Linked DNA regions of Mus musculus: all the other regions are linked to region 3. A link is a contact called in public HiChIP or PLAC-seq and promoter capture Hi-C data. All regions are on one chromosome and are shown on one strand. The core of a region is the stretch at or near the end of the contact, and the rest is flanking DNA. Distances in the headings are between cores, read along the strand shown.

Region 1 (4,003 bases), core at 417-2,916, 1.2 Mb before region 3:
AGGAGGAGGAGGAGGAGGAGGAGGAGGAGGAGGAGGAGGTAGCAGCAGCTGCCGACAGGGTAGGGAGGAGGTATGGGATGGGGAACCATCAGAGGATGGATCAGGAGGGGGATAAAATCTGGAGTGTAGAAAATGGACTAAATAATAATAATGATAATGATAATAATAATAATAGAAGCCTATTCTGGGCTTGATGATGGAAAACTGTAATCCCAGTTACTTTTAGGAGGCTGTGGCAGGGGTACTGAAAATTCAAGGGCAGCCTAGGTAATGTAGTGGCACCGTCTCAATTAAAACAAAACAAAACAAAATGGGCTGGTGATAGGGCACTTGCCTAGCACACTCAAAACCCAGGCTCAGGTTCCAGCATCAAGTAGAGGCTGGGGAGATAAATGGCTCAGTTAATAAACTGCTTGGCACACAAGCATTAACAGAGGAGCCCTCCCGAATCTCAGCCAGGTACGCCTATAACCCCAGCTACTGGGGAAACAGAGGCAAGACTGTTAATTCAAACTCAACTAGTGCTTGAATTCAAGACCAGCATAAGCAAGTTAGTGAAACTTAGTCTCAAAATAAAAAGCAAAAGGAAGGCTGAGAACATAGCTCAGTGCTTCAGGCTGTATTTGCTTCCTCTTGGGTCAGAAGCTGCATACCATGTAAAAAGGCACAGGAGTAGGGTACTTTTCCTATTCAATTTGACAGAGAATTTGTCACACCACGGAAGAAAGTGCTATTTCTACAGATGATCTGCTGTACTTATGCAGGGTGCACATATTTTTGTCTACTGAGGTTTTACAAATATGCTTTGTTTTGATGGAGAAATCAGTTACTCCATTAATAACCATAGAGTCTAAAATCTGATCGTATTGCTGGTACATACTAGCATCCGTATAGTATTTCCAATCTATAGGTTTCATAAGCTCTCTCAACCAATATATGAAGCTTACAAAAGCCCAGCATTTAATGCTGGATCTTCCAGAGAACCAGAAAGGTTAAGTGGGTCCTATCCAAGGTTATCGATCAGGTTTATCTGTGCTGGACTTGGTTCCAAACCTGACTCCATGTCCTTAGCTCTTTAACCTAGATTCCTCCTGAATTTAAACAGAGCTTCCGACTCCCAAGCTTTACCCAGGGCACATCATAACTCCAGTGACCAGTCCTTCTCTGACTGGTTCAGAGTGGACTTCTTCAGCTCCAGCACGGCTTTTATTTTCCACCACCCTTCCCCCCCAGCAACCATTCTCTGAAAGAAGCGGAAAGGGAGAGGCGACCCAAAGCTCCTGGGGGAAGGGATGATGACAAACCAGACAGCGCGAGGCACTGGTCCTGCCGTGTGCGCCCTCACTCCACGAAACGCAACCCCTTCCCTCCGCCAAGCTGTCCAGCTCTGGGACTCATGACCTAATCATCCATGCTCCAAATGCTCCACCATCATCACCTCAAACTATCCCTCCCCCACGACCTCCGTCCCCGACAAGTAGAAGCCACCCCGCTAGTCAGGGTGTCCTTCCACCACGCCATATCTGCATTCCTTAGAGTCCACTACCCTTAAACCACCACTCACTGTCGGTGACTGGGCCCGGCCCTCATGGCTGCTCCGTTGTCGCCGGTCGCCGCCACTGCTGCTCCACGCCCCAGCCTCTCAATCACAGCCGCCGTCCGGACTGGCCGGGAGCTGCTTCTGCGCCTGCGCAGCCCGGATTGCCCGGGGCCCTCTCCGGCAGTCAGCGCCTGCGCACCTCGCTCCGGGGACGTCTTTATCATTGCCTGATGTCCTGCTTCTCTGGGTCTCAAGTGGGCATGGCCGCTCGCTGGCCTTGGATATTTTAGGTCTTAGGGAATGTGGCTACTGAGCCTTCCTTTTAGGCCTCTAGAATATCTTGCCTAAATTACTAAAGTCTTGAATTGAGATTTATCCCACCAGAATTCTGGATCCTGCCTGCACTTAAAGACCAAATCTTTTAGGCGTGGAAGAAATTGCAGACTCGTTCCCTACTGTACATCTCTGACTACGGAGTCAGATCTTTTTGCAAACCGATAAAGAAGACCTTTATCCCTGTGTAGTAGTAGCACGTACCCAACAGTACTTGAAATATTAATACTTACGATTATGAGCGACTGGACGGACATCGATCCTAGTAGCCAAACTTCAGTCCTCTGCATCAGCAGCGAGTGCTCATAGTCGCTGAACATTTCTCCAGCCCCTATACAACTATATTTTTTTTTAAAGATTTATTTATTTATTATATGTAAGTACACTGTAGCTGTCTTCAGACACTCCAGAAGAGGGCGTCAGATCTTGTTACAGATGGTTGTGAGCCACCATGTGGTTGCTGGGATTTGAACTCTGGACCTTCGGAAGAACAGTCGGGTGCTCTTACCCACTGAGCCATCTCACCAGCCCATACAACTATATTTAATGGAACTCTTAAGTGTTTAATAAACTAACACCCGGACGGAATGGAGCACTCCATGAATCTTTGCAGAGGCAGGAGGATTTCTGTGAGTTTGAGGCTCTCCTGATCTACAGATGAAGTTCTAGGATATCCAGAGCTACATTTTTAAAAGAATTTGGGCTCTGGAGAGATGGCTCAGTGGTTAAGAGCACTGACTGCTCTTCCAGAGGTCCTGAGTTCAAATCCCAGCAACCACGTGGTAGCTCACAACCATCTGTAATGGGATCCAACACTCTCTTCTGGTGTGTCTGAGGACAGCTATAGTGTACTCATAAAATAAATAAATCAATCTTAAAAAAAAAAAAAAGAAATTGGTGTTACTTCTTTCTGTCTTTTTTTTTTTTTTTTTTTTTCAGAGAAGTACCCAGGAACCCGAAGGGTTTTCATGAAATGCTTACAAATGTATTAATACTGAGGTGATGATGACAACTTTGGCTATATAAGACAGAATCTCACTAGTATCCCAGACTGGTCTTGAATCCCATATGTAGTCCATGGTGGCCTTGAATTTGTGATCCTCCTGCCTCAGCCTCCTGAATAACAACATTACAGGCCTGAGCTACATTCCTGTCAGAGGCTTCTGTCTTTTAAAAATGTAAGTTGGTTGCTACAAATTGCTATGAACTAATTGGTATCTAATACAGTATACACAGGTGCAAATTTAATGAGTGAGTTGCCTCCTAACTGGTCTGGGATAGAGGGACTCAAATTTAATTAGGGTTGCTCACATAAGCCTTGGGGACTTGCTGATTACAGGAGTATGGTCAACTTACCAGTGGCTGGACAAAATGTGTCTCAGTTTCTTTCTTTTTCTTTTTCATTTTTCTCTTTTATTTTTTCTTTTGTCTTTAAAATGTCTTCCAGAGGCTGCAGAACTGGCTCAGTGTTTTAGAGCCCTTGTTACTATTCCTAGCACCTACACAGTGGTTCACAAACATCCAAAACTCCACTTCCAGATGTCCACTTCTGACCTCCTCAAGCAAAGCACCAGGCACACATATGGAGCACATACATACACACAGGCAAAACACTCATACACATAAAATAAAATCTGAAAATATCTTCCACATAACTATAAGCATTCCTCCAATATTTTCTGCATGTTTTTTTTAATATTTGTTTTATATGTGTTAGGTTTCAATCCTAGGACAATTAGCTGAAGTGCCTATTTAACATATCAAAGCAGATGCTGGCCTCCAGATTCTCCCTTTAATCACTCAGTCCCCCCTACCTGTTACTGAGCCCTCCTGGCTGGCATACCCTGCCCTCCACCCTGAACTCTCCAGCCCAGGAAAGCCCACTTGCTTGCTTGCTCTCTCTCTCTCTCTCTCTCTCTCTCTCCCTCTCTCTCTCTTCCTTCCTTCCTTCCTTCCTTTTCTTTTTGATTCACTAAGTACGGACACTTTGTCTGCATGTATATCTGTGTGTGTACCATGTGAACGCCTGATGTGCTTGAAGACCAGAAGCCTGTGAGCTAGTGCCTAGCTTGAAAGATGTAGCACTATTTATTTATTCAAAGTGATGCGTGTTTGTAATCTCTGCACTTT
Region 2 (4,021 bases), core at 502-3,001, 1.3 Mb before region 3:
GGGGCAGAGTACTAGTTTATGTTACAGAGCAATTGGCTGTGCTTGCCATCCCTTTTACAAGTCCTGGGTTCTACTTTCTCACTCAGTCAAGAATTTGTCTTTTTGTTGGCGCCTGGGTGCACGTTCAGGGCAGAAATCAGAGCGGAGGAGGCGAGAAAAGTAGATGATTATCATCAAGTCCAGCATGAGCAGGATGGCCAACAAGAATGTGCCCAGGGTCCTCTGGCCAGCATACTGTAGGAAGAACTTGGTGAGGTAGGCCTGAGGGGCCAATCGGAAGAGGAAGTACATGACCAAGTTGATATACTTGTTGACCTTGTAGAGGAGGAGATCCTGAGCATTGTTTATCTTCATCATCATCCTTAAGGTGAGGAAGATGTTGCTGACCTCTACCAGTAGTGTTAAGACGCCACCACCAACAAATCTTTTCCAAAAGATACCAGAGAAGAAGGCGCCCATAGCCTAGGGGACAAGTGACAGAACAAGGGCCCATGAAAACAGGTCATATCAGTCGGAAGCTGAGGAACACCAACTTTACTGCTAAGGTTTCTTTATTCACTAGCGTTAGACTTTGTCCACGAGGGTCTAACTCTGTATGACATCCTGGTCTGTTTACCTAGATAGTAGATAGGCCTAGGCACTCTGCTGTCCCCAGAAGGTGTTTAAACATTGAGAGAGTCTTAGGCAACTTAGAAGTCAGACGCTGCTGGGTTAAGATGGCCTCCCTCCCTGGCTCCAGGGGTTGTGAAGATTTTGCCTGTGTCATTTCACCGGGTTCTCCCTTACCATGACATGATGAACAAGGTATTCCCAAGAAGCTCGAGTTTGCTTGCTAACCACAATGTCCACTGTGTCGTGGATAAAGTATCCTAGTGGAGAGGTAGGGAAAGAGGAAAAGACTGAACACTTTGAAATTATCTTCCAATCTAATCTTAACCTTCTTGGGCATAACCTACCTGCAGAGAAGCAAACAAGCAAATAGCCAGAAGCTGACCACGCTGTTTCAATCTCCACCAGCATTTCAGGGGTTTGCCATAAGCTGGAATAGAGAAAAGGGATGTTCTCGCGGTTGTAGCCTCCCGGAGGACCCTCGCCTCCCCCAACAGTCTTGCCAGTCCCAGGGTGCTCTGTGCGCCTACTATTGGCTGGTTGAAGAGTAAGGAGGGACTTGGCCAAAGCCCAGGTACCTTGGGTTTCCCACAGCCGTTCTTGGTTGGGTAGTTTTCCAAACGGAATCAGGTGAGATCCTTGGCGTCTGTTCACCCGTGATGGGAATAGCAAGAGGGAGCCCAGTCCGAGCACCCCGCGAAAGATCCCACGGCCATCTCATTTACCCCGGGTTGTTCACTCACCACAGCAGTGCCCAGATCCCTGATACAATGGAGTGGGTGAAAGAGACGAGTAGGTTGTGCCAACGCCAGGTGCGCAGGGGGTCGGTTTGCACGTGTGCAGGCTGGGGCAGGCGACAGAGCACGCGCCGGAGTGCCCGGAAGGTCAGCGTGGCGCCCAGGAGCAGCGGCCAGGCGGGGTGGAACAGTAGGGGCATGCTGACCCTTCCTGCCGTCTGTCTGTCCGCCCCTTAAGCCGTCTCCTCCGACAGTTCTGGGAACACCGTTCCTTCTCTGGCCAGCGCGCCACGATCGTTTCTGCCGCGGGCCGCCAGCCCCACAGTTTCGCGGAGCCCTCAAGGCCCCTTCGCTCCTCCCCGCGTTCCCAGTGAGGCCTCTGCCCGCCCCTGCCGCCCTCGCCCCCGCCCCGCCCCGCCGCCTGCCCCCGCCCCTCGGGCGCCTCTGCCGCGAGGAGGGCGCGAGGCCGGTGTCCCCCAGGGCCCCGCCCGGAATCGGCCGACTTCGAGCGCGAAGGGGCTGTCCTCGCCATCGTTGCCGAGGCACCCTGTCTGGCGCCTCCCGACATCCGAAGGCGTCCTCGGCCGCCCTCGTGCGTACGGCCCCACTAGCCCACTTCCCGACTTTCTCTGCCGCCACCAGCTCCTACACCCTGGGCAGGTTCTGCGAGAACGCTCCTCTCTCAACTCTTTCAGGGCAGAGCTGGGCGGGACCGTCGCACAGACCGGGCTGCTGAACGCTAAACCCGGGGGCTCAGGAGCGCCGCCTCAGACCACGGCTCCGCCCAGACTCGATTCCTCTCTTGGACCGGGATCGACGTGTTTACCTGCTTCTCCCGCGCCCCGCACGAGTGGTGCTTAGGAACTGTTGAGTCACCCACCATCACCACACTTCTCCCCATCGTTCTTGGGCTCCTGGAACACAGCGGTTGTCACAGTCCTCCCTCAGACAGTCCCAACCCTCTTCTGGCTCCTTGGAGGCTGGGGCGGGGAAGGCTGCCGATTTGCCCAGACAGCTGGGGTGACCCTCTCTCCAGGGCAGCGGCCTGGAGTAGATGCGGCTTCTGGCCACTAGGTGTCAGTCTGTCCTCACTGTGATGCGGGATCCAAGCCCGCCTCCACTCCAGAGAGTAAGGCAGTTGCTCTGCGGAGCGGGATCGGCAGACCAGGAGAAAAGGAGCAACCCAGAGGCGGTGCTGAATGAAGGGAGTGTGCCTTTGGGAGGTGGAAGTGGACAACGAGGGCAAAAAGTGGGGACTAGGAGAACGGTGTTTCAAGATGTTGAGGGGCAAAAGCCCAAGCTCAGACTCCCAGGCACCTATGCCTTTTGGGTATTTGCTGCCTTCCCTGATGGTTCCAGGGTTACACATTAACTCCCAGAGGTCCCCAGGGTCACTCAAGGCCCATTCGGTTACTAAGTGATAGCACGATGTAATGTTTTGTGTGAGCGTTTTACCCCAGCACTCCCTCTTTGCTTCCCCAGCCAACTCCGGCCTGAGCCAGTGACCACAGGTTCCCTCCACGTAGGCTAGTTTGGGGCGGGGCAGGGACAAAAAATAAACAACCCTTCTCTCGCCCACTGAGAAATAGGAACGTTGTTAGCTAAGGACCACCTCCTGAATACTGACATTTTATAACTCCCTTAGAGCTGCAGGCGTCATGAAGAAGTCAGGATTTCATTCATCCTGGTCGAAACCCTAGCAGCGATACCAACCAGCCCACTATTTCTGGACAGAAGCATAGAACCTTCTCTGGGTTTCCCCCTACCGCGACGCTATAAGTTTTGAGTAAAGCTCCGAGTCCCCCTACGGCAGCGTTTTGTGCGGATTCTGAGAAACCGAGAGCACTGTGCTCAGTAGTTGTTACAACCAAGAGACCACGTCATGTACTCTTCAGGTGAATCAGTTTGTCCAACTGGGGTTTTCCCGGTCCCTCCCTCGGCAAACACCAAATAACGCCGCTCCTCTCCCCACACAGACCGGCTCGGTTTTGGTGGTTTATACTTTACGTGCCAATCATGAGAATCCCTTTATCTTTCTGAGGTAGTGCCAACTCGTCCCGGACAGTGGGGACTGTATCGATCTTCGCATTCCACTCGCATTAGACCTCTGAAAGAACAATCTTGTTTTTTTGCCGGGCAACATAAGTGGGCGCCTTATCGCTCCAGTCTAACTACCTATGCCCAAGTCACGCGTGTGCGATGTGGCTGGTACGGTTCTGAGCACTGAGGGACTCGTCAAGAAACCCAGAACGACTATTCTCTGATCCCTCGTTGGGGAAACACGACTTAGCCTCTAGGTTGAGTTCAAAGTCAGAGAAAGACGCCGGACTCGACAGACGCCCCCGTTTCGCCGGCTCCGCCCTGCAAAAGTTTTACAGCAAGGAGGAGGAGCTCCCAGATGGGAGGGTCCGCGCACGCGCCGCACCGGGATTCCAGAAGCGTAACTGAGAAATGAGATGGAGAAGTACGAGCGGATCCGAGTGGTGGGAAGAGGTGCCTTCGGGTGAGCCAGGGCGCTGGGGAGGAAATGCTAAGGGAGAAATTAGGGCCCTAATTCTGACCAAGAAATCGTGGCCCTGTTGGCTCCGCCCCGAAGCCAGAGCACCACTATGGGATGCCCCGCCCAGGCATCCGGTCCTTAGGTTTAGGCGGGAGGCCCCGCCCACAGCCAAACC
Region 3 (3,926 bases), core at 1,150-3,649:
CAAAAAGAAGAAGTATTCTCAAAACTAGAGTGGTTGTGTGTTCTGTAGCAATTTCCTCCAAGATCAAAACCTTCTATCTCGGAGGGTCACATGTTAAGGTACAGAATGCTAAAGGAGGAGGGGAAGCTTTCCATCTTGCTGGAAAGCTTCATTAGCCCCAGAAGTAAACACTTCAGCCTCTTCAGGAAGTCCCTGAAACTGACCAGATTCACTAGACTCCTCCCTCTCTAAGCATATAAGCAGTAAAGACTACTAAGACACACTCTCAGATCTGCTGAGGTACCTAGAAGAGGCTCTGGGAGGATGCAGAGACCACCTGTCTAGAGGATGCTGAAGCCAACTGAATTGACTGCTAGATGCACTATCAACCTGTTGTACTGCCTGCAAGTTATGTAGTGCCCTCCAGTTTTCCAGTTTATGAGCCATCGCCCATGTGGAGTGGGCTTTTGGCGATGCAGCTATTGTCTTTGAGTGATTTCTGCTCCTGTAAGCAACCCCTGACTCATATTCCTGTAAGTAACATCAATAAAATTCATTGATTCACCAAGTTGAATTTTAGTAGTATCCTTGCTTTGGTCTGTCATTGGTTCCATATCTGTGGTGAGCAGACATTTGTTCATGTCTCTGCAGGAATAGTTTCACACAGCACTGCTTGTTACCATGGCAATGTTCAATTTGGAGCCAGCCTGCCATCCTCTCTCTGGGTCCGCAGGAACTGTCCCATTTCACCCCTAAAGTCATTTCCAGCCATTTCTTTCCATTTCCACCAGCTCCATCCTTGTTCAAGGACTCAGTACCTTCTTGGATTATGTGCTTCTTGTGGGTCTCTTGGCCTCATGTTTAAGATTGCCTATTCTGTTCTTCAAGTTACTGCCAGGGGGAGATTTTTCTAAATTAGCTTCAAACCCATCCTTGGCTCTTTATTGATACCTCTGTGATCCCCTTCACCAGTAACCTGAACCTACAAACAATTCTAGAACACCTAGGCTCTGCTCGTAAACTTTCCAACCTCCCGTGCATGCTCCTCCTTCTATCCAGAATTCTTCACTCCCATCTTGGCTTCTTCCCTAGCTTCTTGGTTGCCTTCTCCTCAGACTGAATGAGGTTTTCCTCAGGAATGTCCCCACAGATGTATTGCATTGTTCATCCCTGCATTGGATCTCTAACTATGCAAGCAATGCCTTGCTTCCCAGCTTCTAGCTTTGACAGACACCAATTACTCAATAAATACTCAGTAATCAGTGAATTCCACGGGCTCTATGAAGATTCAATTAGAGTTCAGAAACTCGAACCATCCAGCACCGAAAGAAGGGAATGATAATGGTTATCACAATTATGTCATTAGATGGGTTAGAATTTCACGCTTGATAAAAGGATTGCCAAACTTCAAATTTCTTCAAGCTAACGTGATTAAACTTTACTTGGAAGGTTAGGTTTTTCTGGACTTACCCAAATACCTTGGGGGAAGTACACTTGCCAAGCAGGTATTTCTAGACATGGCAAATCTATCTCTTAAAGACAGCATTCCAAAACTATAGCTATGGCTGTATAGAGGTGATCTAGATGCTCCTACTCAAAAGAAGTGTGAGAGGAGGGTAAGGTCACTAAAAAACGATATCTCCTCAGTGAGAGCAGAGACCAGCACACAAAGAAGATAGTTACAATCCAACACTTTTGAATGGCCAATTAAGACCACATTAAGACAGAGGGCGCCTACTATGGAAGTTTCCACTTAATAAAGGAGATACCTAGTCACGCGACAAATCAAAAATAGAATTGATTGCTTTATGAGGTGTCTCATTCTCTTCAACTGCATGTAGGCAGATGGGCTCAAGCCCAGGCAGAACCGATCAAGGGGGATGGGGGGGGGGCGGGGAGGAAGGTGCAAAGGAGATGGGACTAAGGAGGTCTTTGATTCTCCAAGGAGATTAAGATTCTTTCTAACTTCCTGATTTTCTCAAGAGTCCTTTAATCTTTGGAACCTTTCGATTCTTTTGATTACTGACTCTAAAGCATTAAAGCGTAGCTAAGAAATGCTGCAACGAAGAAGGGGGCTAGTAAAAGCTCTCAGAGAATTTCAGAGGAGAAGCCATAAAGAAGAGACTGAGCAAAAAACAAAACAAAACAAAACAAAACAAAACAAAACGAGAGAAGTAGAAGAGGAAATAGGGAGGCGGGAAGACAGAGGGTAGAACCTTAGTGGAGGAAAGGAAAGCGACTAAAGTCCCTAAGGACTGGAGTGGAGACACGCCCAGAGGGAAAATCGTCCGCTTTAAGGAAAGCCCCGCCCCCTAGAGTGACACCCAAGCATTCAAGGCTACGATTGGCTAAGGCTGGAAGGCGGGATGGGGTTGCTAGGCGCGGAGGGGATCCGGCGGGCTGCCGCCTCCCGGAGTGTGGAGCCGCTGGAGCGGAGCGGTATTAGCGGCGTTGCTGGAAGATGGCGAGCGGCCGGGATGAGCGGCCGCCCTGGCGGCTGGGACGCCTGCGTCTGCTGCCGCCGCCACCGCTGCTGCTGCTGCTGCTGCTACTGAGGAGCTCGGCCCAGGCGGCGCACATCAAGAAGGCTGAGGCGACCACGACAACCGTTGGCGGCTCCGAGGCGGCCGAGGGCCAGTTTGACCACTACTACCACGAAGCGGCGCTGGGCGAGGCGCTGGAAGCGGCGGCGGCCGCGGGGCCACCCGGCCTGGCGCGTCTCTTCAGCATCGGCAGCTCGGTGGAGGGCCGGCCGCTGTGGGTGCTGCGCCTCACAGCGGGCCTGGGGCCGCCGCCCACCGCCGCCGCGGGGCTGGACGCCGCGGGGCCGCTGCTGCCCGGCCGGCCGCAGGTGAAGCTGGTGGGTAACATGCACGGCGACGAGACGGTGTCACGCCAGGTGTTGGTCTACCTGGCCCGCGAGCTGGCGTCGGGCTACCGCCGCGGGGACCCGCGCCTGGTCCGCCTGCTCAACACCACCGACGTGTATTTGCTGCCCAGCCTGAACCCGGATGGCTTCGAACGTGCCCGCGAGGGTGACTGCGGCCTCGGCGACAGCGGCCCGCCTGGGACCAGCGGCCGTGACAACAGCCGAGGCCGCGACCTCAACCGCAGCTTCCCTGACCAGTTCAGCACCGGCGAGCCACCTTCCCTGGATGAGGTGCCGGAGGTGCGCGCCCTCATCGACTGGATCCGCAGGAACAAGTAAGCGTTGCCTGACTGCTTTCGGTCCCACGTGAGCCTTCGAGGCCAGGAGGCTTATTTTGACAGCCAGCAGGCGCCCAAACAGTGCTTGCCAGCCTAAGGGGTCGGGGGCAGTCGGTGTGGAGAGTGACACCCAGTAACTGGAACGGAGGCCAGGTTGCAGTACCTCTTCCTCTTGCTAACTGTAAAGAAGCCTGCTTGTGGCTGTCATTTGTGCAGGGCAAGCCGGGGGGCTTTTTCCCCCCTCCCATTCTATCCCTATTTTTGAAAGACCATCGTATATGAGCAACGGGTACGGATTTTAAGGATTCCTAAGTTAGCACCTTCATTATGTATGTAGCTAAGCTTGTCACTAGAAGCACTGTGGCAAGCACTTTCTGCGACTGCATTATGTCACTCGATGTTGACCACAACCGGGCGACCTAGACACCACTCATATCCTCTAGACACCACTGGTACTCTTGTTTTGCATACGGGGAAATTGAAGGGCAGACTGGTTGACTAACATCGGGGAATCTAAGCCTGGTTACTCAGTGCTCCACTGCCAGGGAGACAGAATGTAGTTCAGAAATAGCAAACGACACCCCCAGTCACTTCCTCTGCTACTGGATAGAAACCCATTCTCCTGCCTTTACTTCTGATTTTGCTTAGGGGAGTATGGAATAAGGGGAAACCCCCACAGATCAGAACTGCTTCATTTCTGATGCCAGCTGTACTCTTTCTTACTGCGGTAGTACAGCCAG
Region 4 (4,165 bases), core at 189-2,688, 1.1 Mb before region 3:
AGGAATGTGCTGAGTAGGGTCTGCCAAGGGGCTCCAAAGGGGTCCCCAGCCCTTACCAGCACTGGAGGTGGAAGGCGGCAGGGCAGTGATCGCAGCACAAGAGATCCCCACCTTCCTTGCAGCTATCGCAGCTGTCGTGGTTGGTGGCCCTGCCGCTTCTCCGGGACTCCTTCTCGGGCTTCCGACTCCGCTTTTCTGCCTCGTCCGTCTTGGGGGGAGCCAGCAGAGCTTGGATTTGCTGCACACACATACAGACGGCATGTGTGCACATTCGGAGCTCCCGGGTAGCCCGTAGTCCCACCGGCGCCGCTTCTCCGTCACCCACCCCTCTTCCCCCTTTTGTCCTTCTTCCTCCCATCCAGGCTGCTTCCAGAACCTCTCGGTCCCCGGAATCAAGGGGAGCCCACCCTAACTGCGTTCCTGCAGCACAACAAGAAAAGCTCCTTCCAAATGGGGAGGACCAGGGTAGGGGGATGGGGAGAGGGTGCGCGGTTCTCTTCTTGCCACTTCCTTGTATGGACAGTGGGGGACTCCAAAGCCCGGCTCGGGAGAGGCCCGAAGCTTGGTACCCGGACGTGCAGGGGGAAGCACAAAGGGGCCGACAAGAAGGGGGTGGGGAGGCCTGCCGGTGCAATGAAATGGAGTGGGCTGAAGCCTCAGGGAGCGAATCGAGGGCGGCTGGTAGGTGAAACTGCTGCAGACGTCCTCGGAAGCTAAGCTCAGTCCCCCAAATTGCAAAGAGGGGAGGAAGAGACTGGGTGAGGAAGAACAACCCCCCCTTTTCCCGGCCCTCTGGCGCTTCGAGCTTAGGGCCGGCTTTGTGGGGCGGAGGTACCCTCCTGGCACTGGGGGGAAAAGGATGAGGGCCACTCTTACCTCCATCAGCCCCCCCGACGTGTCCAAGTCGTACACGATCGTCTTGGTCTCCATTTTCTCCCACATTCATCCACCTCTCGGGCTGGGCGCTCTCTGCTCCGGCCCCCCCAGCCCCGGGGGGAGGGGGGAGGAGGGGAAGGGGGCACCTCTGACCCCCGGTCCCCTTCTCTCTTCCCAACACAGGTTCCGACTTCCTCGCCCTGGCTCCCCCCCACCCCCCGGCCCCCAGTCCCTGGGACGGCAGCGTCCTCCCCACGGGCCGCGAGAGGGGAGCAACCCCTCAGCCCCGGCCCAGCGGCTGGCTGCACAGTGGATCCCGGCTCCGGGGGTCAGGCCTCGGCGGGGGCCTAGGCCCACAGGCTAAAGCTGGCGCTGGCGACCGCTGGTCCGGCCGGGAAGGCTAGCGGGCGCTGCCATCCCGGGCTTGGGGGACCGGAGGGGGGGGTGAGAGGTTAGGTGAGGTTGTGGTTCGTGAGGTGACTCTGGGGAGGATGATGGGGGGTGGTCCCCGGGCTCCGCCTCTCGCCGCCGCTGCCGTCTGCGTCCCGGCTGCCGCGCACTTGGCGCAAACTTACCGCGAGCGCCCGCAAAGCCACCCGCGCAGGCGCCCCGGGATCGCCGCTCGCCGCGCGCAACCGCAGTGACAGCCGGCGGCCTGGCTCCCGCGCAGCCGCGGTGATGGGGTACCCCCCGGCGCGCAGCCGCGCTGGCATTCGCCCGGAGCCCAGAAGCCCCGCCTCTCCGCCGTGCGCCGGCGTACTGCGATTGGAGGGCGGAACCTGAGGCCTCGCTTAGGCGCCTGGGAAAGCGCGTAGGGGTCACGGCGCAGCCGCAGGAACTGGAAGACGCATCACCCATTGGTGTTTGTGTGCGGACCACGGGCTCTGGTCCCGCGCAGGCGTGTTGGGTCGCCACCCTCCCGTCCCCTCACACAGCCGCCTCACGCGCAGGCGCGTTGTACCTGGAGGCCTGCACAAAAAAAAAAAAAAAAAAAAAAAGCTTCTCCTTTCGCCATTTTGGTAATGAGATTTGGGGCTACCATGCCCTTGGAGTCCTCAGTCACGACCAAGGAGGAGCGTGGGATGCTGTATGGAGCTGGTAGCTTTCGGCTGCAGCAGTACCCATATGGATGGTGTAGTGGACTGTTTGTCTCCAGTGTCAGGTGTGTCTGGACTAGGCCGCCATATTGGTAAAGAGGGAAAAAAAAAGCATTGCGACAAAAAAAAAAAAAAAAAAAGACGCTTTTGGTGGCAGATCGGATGACTGCTCTTTCCACTTCATTTCCACTCTCAGCACCTAATTTTAGCACGAGCATTGCTGCCTTGGGTCCCGATGGAACCCAAGATATTTCAAGCTGTTCTTACCCTCTCTTAACCACTGTCCCTGTGAACTACTCCGAAAGAGGAAGTCAAAAGCCCAAACAGTCCGTAATCCTGACAACGCCCAGCTACCTGCCTACAGCTGACTTCAATCCCCATCTTGCAACGCGCAGAGTTCAAAGGGTGAACGGGACCGCTTTGCACTCTGGTAGTTAGACTCGCGATGGATCTGATGGATTGTGGGAGTTGTAGTTCAGCCTTCAGGCGCTGCACTGGACCATAGGATGTACACGAAGAAAAGCCTGCCGGGAAAGGATACTTTTGAGAGCTGCCGTATTGCACACTGGGGTTTGTAGTTTGAGCCCCTCACCTCGCATTCTGAGCAGAGAGACATACCTCTCTTTGGGTGTGCGCTGTTATGCCCTTGTTATCACTTTCCAATATGGACAGATACTCTGCCTAATTGCGAATGAATGAACCCCACTAGGCATTAATTAACACTGGTGACATGCAGCTATGTCCTGCCGTTTCTTTCTTTCGTTTGTTCGTTCTGTTAAGACAGTCTTACTCCGCAGCCCTAGAACTTGTTATGTAGACTAGATAGGTCATGAACTCACAGAAATCCGACTGCTTCTGCCTCCGGTCCCATTTCTGGGATCGACGTGTGCTACTACGCCTGGAATCTCCTAAACTCATTTTTATGTTACTACACACATTATTCTCAGACCCGTAAACCTGGGAGGGACTTAGAGACTATTTGATTTAAATTCTTCATTTCCAGGTACAGAGTGGAGAGTGGTTTGCTTAGACGCATATTGAGTTTATAGCAAACCTAAAAAGGAAACATTTCTTGATTCACAGGTCAGACTTTGTCCCCTACACCGTGTTTACTGTCTCTGAGAAACTATTGCTCCTTCTTTTAGGACAGTCAGGACTGTAAGTCAAAGGGGATATAAATATCTGTGTGAAGTTTTAGTGCTTTGTGAAGTTTTAGTGCTCTCTCTCTCTTTGTCTCTCTGCCTCTCTCTCTCTCTCTCTCTCTCTCTCTCTCTCTCTCTCTCTCGGCCCTGTATTAGTGCCTAGAAAGAATAACGTTATGGGGAAGTGAAGAATGCATGCAAACTGGCTGCTCTTCCGTTGCTATGGCCAACAATAGACTAGCAGCTATAGGAAAGAACTGCGGTGTGACTCTCAGAGGAGAGAGCTGAGCTAGGCTCCTTGAAGGGAAGAAGCCAGGCTTTATGCCTCCTTCCTGCTACATAACCTCAGAAGCTGGAACCTCATATGCCCTCTTTTACTGGCTTCCTTCCTACTACCATAGCACAGCTGTGCTGCTATGTCAGCCTGGAGGTATTACTGGACAGAGAAGTAAGCCACTGGCACACGCCCCATGAGTGAGGCTTTGTGCTTTGGTCAACACATCCATTGCAGCTGAAAACAGGAGCGGGCAGTGGGATAGTGAGGAAAATGAGATTGGCTCTGTTGACAGAGGAACAAATCACTCCACACACTTTTCTCTTGGAGCCTGAGGAGGAGGTCAGCCTAGTTGGGACAGGACTTGGTGCCACCTTGGAGAGCTCCAGCTCAGGGTGTGAAAGGGGACTTCAAGAAAGAGAGCTGCTGGGATGGAAATGCTTCTGGAATCGACCTCTTGTGGTCCATCTAGGCATTGCACTATGAACGAATTGGAACGCCTTGACTTGGGATAGAGGCTAGGAGGAATTTCTGGTCCACATCTTTCCGCTGAAGACTGTAGAAGCAGAAGATGCTAGTGGATGCTAGTCTTCCTTTCAGGGATTTTTGTCTTACAGCTTCCGAGTGCCGTAATTTTCTGTTGTCTGACTCCTGGGAAGATACATTCATCTCAGAAGGCTTTAGGGGACATAGGGAAGGGGCAAATTTAAGTGCATCCTGGCCAGTCATGACTTTAAATTTTTTTCCTTTATTTGTATTTTATGGCTTTTTTGAGA
Region 5 (4,012 bases), core at 348-2,847, 1.0 Mb before region 3:
GCAGGTTGGAGGCCAGTTAAGCGATACATGAGACCCTGTATCCAAAAAAAACGAAAGAAAATACTAACAAGAAGTAAGTTTTGGAGCAGATAGACCTGGGTTCACATCTTAGCCTCTTGGCACACCTAGAATGGGTCCTTGGGCAGATCCTGCCATCTTTGTCTGTTTAGTGGTGTGTTTATGATTATAAACAACCAACCTCAAAAGTTAGTGTCTAAAAACAAGCATTTTATTTTACTTCATAAAACTGGGGAATGCTGACACAGCTTGGCTGTTGGGTCACGTGCCATGGACTGGGTCAGGTCATGGGTGGTTAGTTTGTCTGGACACAAGGTCCAAAATGGCTTCTCTTCCTATGTGTGACTTTTCTCATCTCTCTCTCTCACAGAGTGGCTGGACTTCTAACATGTTGGTTCAGGGTCTAAGAACGAGTGCTTCAACACAAGAAGATGTCCAAAGGCTTGGGTCAGAAAGAGGGTAGCAGTCACTGTATTCTATTGGGCAAGCATGTAATGGGAAAACCGACAGAGAACTTGAGGCTATCTCTAATCTGCTCAAAAAAAATGAGGATAAAAATACACACACACACATACAAAAAAAAAAAAAAATCCTGAGAATTTAATGAGATAATGTATTCCGAGGCAGATTTACCAGGAAGCTAATAAAACTTCAACCATGGGGCTCTCTAATTGAGCGGTCTCTTCGAAGTCCTGCCATCTAGTTTTGCATGACTAATTTTTTCTTTTTTTTTTTTTTTTCTCTTTTATTTTTAGTGCTGGGTGCTAAACCCAGGACCCCGAACATGCCAAACACAAAAGTCTACCGCTGAGCTAAGCCTCCAGGCCCCTTTCCCCTTTTATCTTAAAATGGACCCCCAAAGTGTATAAGAATCAGGACCTGCCAACCCTGGCTCTGTCCCCAGTGCCTGTAACAATCCCCATTGAGCCTGCTGCCTGGCACAGAAGGCTTCTCTGCACATGGCCCCTGTGTGTGCTGGCTGGTGCCTGGTTCCCCGTGTGCCTGAGGACAAGGTTCTTCCTCGCACTGTCCTTTCCTGGATTTTTTTTTTTCCTCTTCAGGATCATTTATTGTCCTTTTTTCAACATGAAAGTAAAACACACTGAGAATGATTTCATAATCACAAAACTGCCCTCCCAGTTGGCCCCTGCATCTACCCCCTGACCTCGCCACCCACCAGGGAGGAGGGCCATACCCTGGGCATCCTGCCAAGTTCTTGGCTGGCCGGGTAGCTCTCTGGAGGAAATCAAGCTGCAGAGAGGGAAGCCAGCAGGGGGAGGCAGCATTCCCGGGGCCCAGCTTGGTCTGGGAGGCATTGAAATTCCGGGCAAAGTCCTGAGACAAAGATCATAATGAGACAGGAAGGTGGCATGGGAAGGCGCCATTTGCATGACAATAATTGAGCCAAGAATAGCAAACTGGAGGGATGCAAGGGTGAGGCTAGCAGCTGAGCTGGGCGAAACCTCACAAATCAGTCCACCCAGCTCTGCTCTGCAGGGGGAGGCGGAGGCTGAGCCCTGTGCCAGGCTTTTTGGGGAGGGAAAGAAAGACAAGGACATGAGCCCCAAGGGATTGTGGGAACTCTAGTTTAGCTGGACTTTGCCTCCCTCCTCCCCCTGTAGCCTGGAGGTGCCTTTGTTTGCCTTCTCTTCAGTGGGCTTTGTGGCATCATGGCTGCTCAGACAGATTTCTGGGATGCTATTGTGATTGGAGCAGGCATCCAGGGCTGCTTTACCGCGTACCACCTGGCCAAACACTCCAAGAGCGTCCTCCTGCTGGAGCAGGTACACTGTGCCTTCTGCCCTTCTGCTATATAAGACTGTCCCCTCTTCTTTCCTCTCCTAGGGAGGGCTTTCCAGAATTTTTGGGCTATAAGTGAAGCCAAACGGTCAGACATCAGGAATTCTGTGCACTTCGTAGCTTCGTAGCCACTTCACGTGGATCTTGACAATGCAAAGAAAATTCCCACCCTTAAGTCCACGTGAGGTTTCTTGGTATACTCTTTTAAGTCTCTTAGTTCTTGCCCCGGATCAAGAAGTGTCCCACTTCTTTTCATTCTTGCAACCCTGTCTTGTCTTTGCCCACATGGTTGATACAACCAGAAAAAGAATCAATTCTGCTCTGGGTAACCTTAAATAAAGACAGTTTTGCCTAGAGGCAAAGGCTGATGTACCAGCTTTGGAGAAAGCTGCGTTTTCTCAGCTGCTCCTTCCAGAACCTAGCAGGAGCTGCTGTTGAATTCTTCCACCTTTGGGTAACAGCGACCTCCTCACTTGATGCCCGGGAACTAAGACACAGGTCGTCTTTCCTTAAAGGAAAAGTGATCACATGACTGCTTCAAATGAGGGTGGCACTGGGACCCTGCAGGGCCCCTCAGGGGTGGGGCCTATGCAATCTGTCAAGTTGAGTTTTCTACCCCTGTGGCTTCTTCCTTTCCATTCTGCCTTGCAGCTCTCTGAGCAGGTTACCACATCCTGGGAATTGTCTTCAGTTCCTCTGTTTTCCCAAAGCCCAAGGGATTTCTGTTACAACCTGCAGGAAAACCTCCATTTTGCTTCACCCCGCACCCCCCTAATCCTAAGATTGCTCCCTTATCCTGGGTACCTGAAGGCTCAGTGAGATGACATCCTTTTCCTGATCCGGAAAACCATGGGGCTCGATTTGCATAATCTGGAAGGTTTTCTGACTCTGCTTTTCTAGGCATCTAAGCAGGGTGTGAATTCAGTGGGATAATAGAAGGTTATTAACAAATGGATGGGTGGCTGCCAGGGCTATTTACAAAAGGAAAAATTTAGTCAGTGCTGAGGTACTATTGCTAACCAGAATGCCTGGCCAATCAGTGGGCCTCAAGGAGACCTGGAAGTATGGAAATATTTGAAAATATCTAGGCCTGGCGATGAGCACCTGAAAATCCCAGTTGCTCAGGAGACCAATGTAGGGGGATTGCAAGCTTAAGGCCTGCCTGGGCTACATAACATGACAGTGACTCAAATAAGAAATAAAAAGAGGTCTAGGGCAATAGATAGCTCATCTGCAGGGCACCTACTTGCCTCCTTTGTGCAAGGCCAGAGGTCTAGGCCCCAGGATTAGAAAGGAACCATTTGAAGCCTAAGATGGCTCCTAAAGAACAAAGGGAAGGCTGAGCCAAAGGGCAGTGACTTCCATTGTCTTTCTTGTCTTTCTTGTCAAGTTCTTTCTTCCCCATTCCCGAGGAAGCTCACATGGACAGAGCCGCATAATCAGAAAGGCTTATCCAGAGGACTTCTACACGATGATGATGAAGGAATGTTATCAGACATGGGCCCAGCTGGAGCGTGAAGCCGGAACCCAGTTACACAGGTGGGCGAGGGAGGAAGACCAGGAACACAGGGGACCCATCCCTCCAGGTGCTTTGAATGTGTGATGCTGTAAGGTGTGAACTTGAAATGCAACTGGAGGGACACAAGCCCAGGAGGGAGGTGCCAGTCATGTGGAGGCCTTCTGCTCACTGTCACAGATGCTGCTGGCCTCTGTACCTTTGAGTTCCAGGCCTGGTTAGATCCTGTGACCAAGGCTCTTACAGGTTGTTTTCTGAAAACTTAGAGGATGACCATGGACAGGTATCTAGAGCAGGCCTGCGCAAAGCCTTCCAGAGCCATCTTATAGGGCCTGCGTCAAAATCTATATAATTTTTTTGTTTTTTGTTTTTTGTTTTTTGAGATGGTTTCTCTGTGTAGCCCCGGCTGTCCTGGAACTCACTCTGTAGACCAGGCTGGCCTCGAACTCAGAAATCTGCCTGCCTCTGCCTCCCAAGTGCTGGGATTAAAGGCGTTAGCCACCACCGCCCGGCTAAAATCTATATTCTAACTCATGTCCTAACTTAAAAAATAGTATGTATAATGTATGTGTATGGATGTTTTGCCTACATACTTATATGTGCAACTACATATGTGCCTGGTGCCCAGAAAGGTCAAAAGAGAGTATTCAACCTTGGAACTGGAGTTACAGACAGTTG

Evidence for each region. Promoter capture Hi-C pulls out the DNA fragments that hold promoters and counts their contacts. HiChIP or PLAC-seq counts read pairs in DNA pulled down with a chosen protein or histone mark. Capture Hi-C pulls out chosen DNA fragments and counts their contacts.
Region 1: a contact with region 3 is called in a promoter capture Hi-C map of pre-B cells, with 2.6 times the contacts expected there. The contact joins the promoter of Fam222b here to the promoter of Cpd in region 3. A contact is called at or near these places in 2 of 39 promoter capture datasets (the C10 cell line and pre-B cells).
Region 2: a contact with region 3 is called in a promoter capture Hi-C map of adipose tissue, with 2.7 times the contacts expected there. The contact joins the promoter of Tlcd1 here to the promoter of Cpd in region 3. A contact is called at or near these places in 1 of 39 promoter capture datasets (pre-B cells), 1 of 115 datasets of contacts at active chromatin or transcription factors (pancreatic cancer cells) and 1 of 9 other capture datasets (adipose tissue).
Region 4: a contact with region 3 is called in an H3K27ac HiChIP or PLAC-seq map of T-cell acute lymphoblastic leukemia, with 4 times the contacts expected there. The contact joins the promoter of Phf12 here to the promoter of Cpd in region 3. A contact is called at or near these places in 3 of 39 promoter capture datasets (the C10 cell line, neutrophils and pre-B cells) and 1 of 115 datasets of contacts at active chromatin or transcription factors (T-cell acute lymphoblastic leukemia).
Region 5: a contact with region 3 is called in a promoter capture Hi-C map of neural stem cells. The contact joins the promoter of Pipox here to the promoter of Cpd in region 3.

Annotation. Positions count from the first base shown.
Region 1 is chr11:78,092,353-78,096,355 of GRCm38.p6, reverse strand. It overlaps Fam222b (family with sequence similarity 222, member B), which reads right to left and starts at 1,666. Exons shown (of 3, transcript NM_145430.3): 1 at 1,565-1,666.
Region 2 is chr11:78,176,388-78,180,408 of GRCm38.p6, reverse strand. Tlcd1 (TLC domain containing 1) reads right to left here and starts at 1,751. Exons shown (of 4, transcript NM_026708.2): 1 at 1,353-1,751; 2 at 957-1,039; 3 at 787-869; 4 at 1-462. The coding sequence starts at 1,546. The coding sequence ends at 79. Mir7653 (microRNA 7653) reads right to left here and starts at 1,582; the gene lies at 1,522-1,582. It overlaps Nek8 (NIMA (never in mitosis gene a)-related expressed kinase 8), which reads left to right and starts at 3,743. Exons shown (of 15, transcript NM_080849.3): 1 at 3,743-3,849. The coding sequence starts at 3,803.
Region 3 is chr11:76,845,481-76,849,406 of GRCm38.p6, reverse strand. It overlaps Cpd (carboxypeptidase D), which reads left to right and starts at 2,399. Exons shown (of 21, transcript NM_007754.2): 1 at 2,399-3,183. The coding sequence starts at 2,441.
Region 4 is chr11:77,980,089-77,984,253 of GRCm38.p6, reverse strand. Phf12 (PHD finger protein 12) reads right to left here and starts at 1,438. Exons shown (of 15, transcript NM_174852.3): 1 at 877-1,438; 2 at 57-238. The coding sequence starts at 942.
Region 5 is chr11:77,891,457-77,895,468 of GRCm38.p6, reverse strand. Pipox (pipecolic acid oxidase) reads left to right here and starts at 1,597. Exons shown (of 8, transcript NM_008952.2): 1 at 1,597-1,802; 2 at 3,209-3,357. The coding sequence starts at 1,689.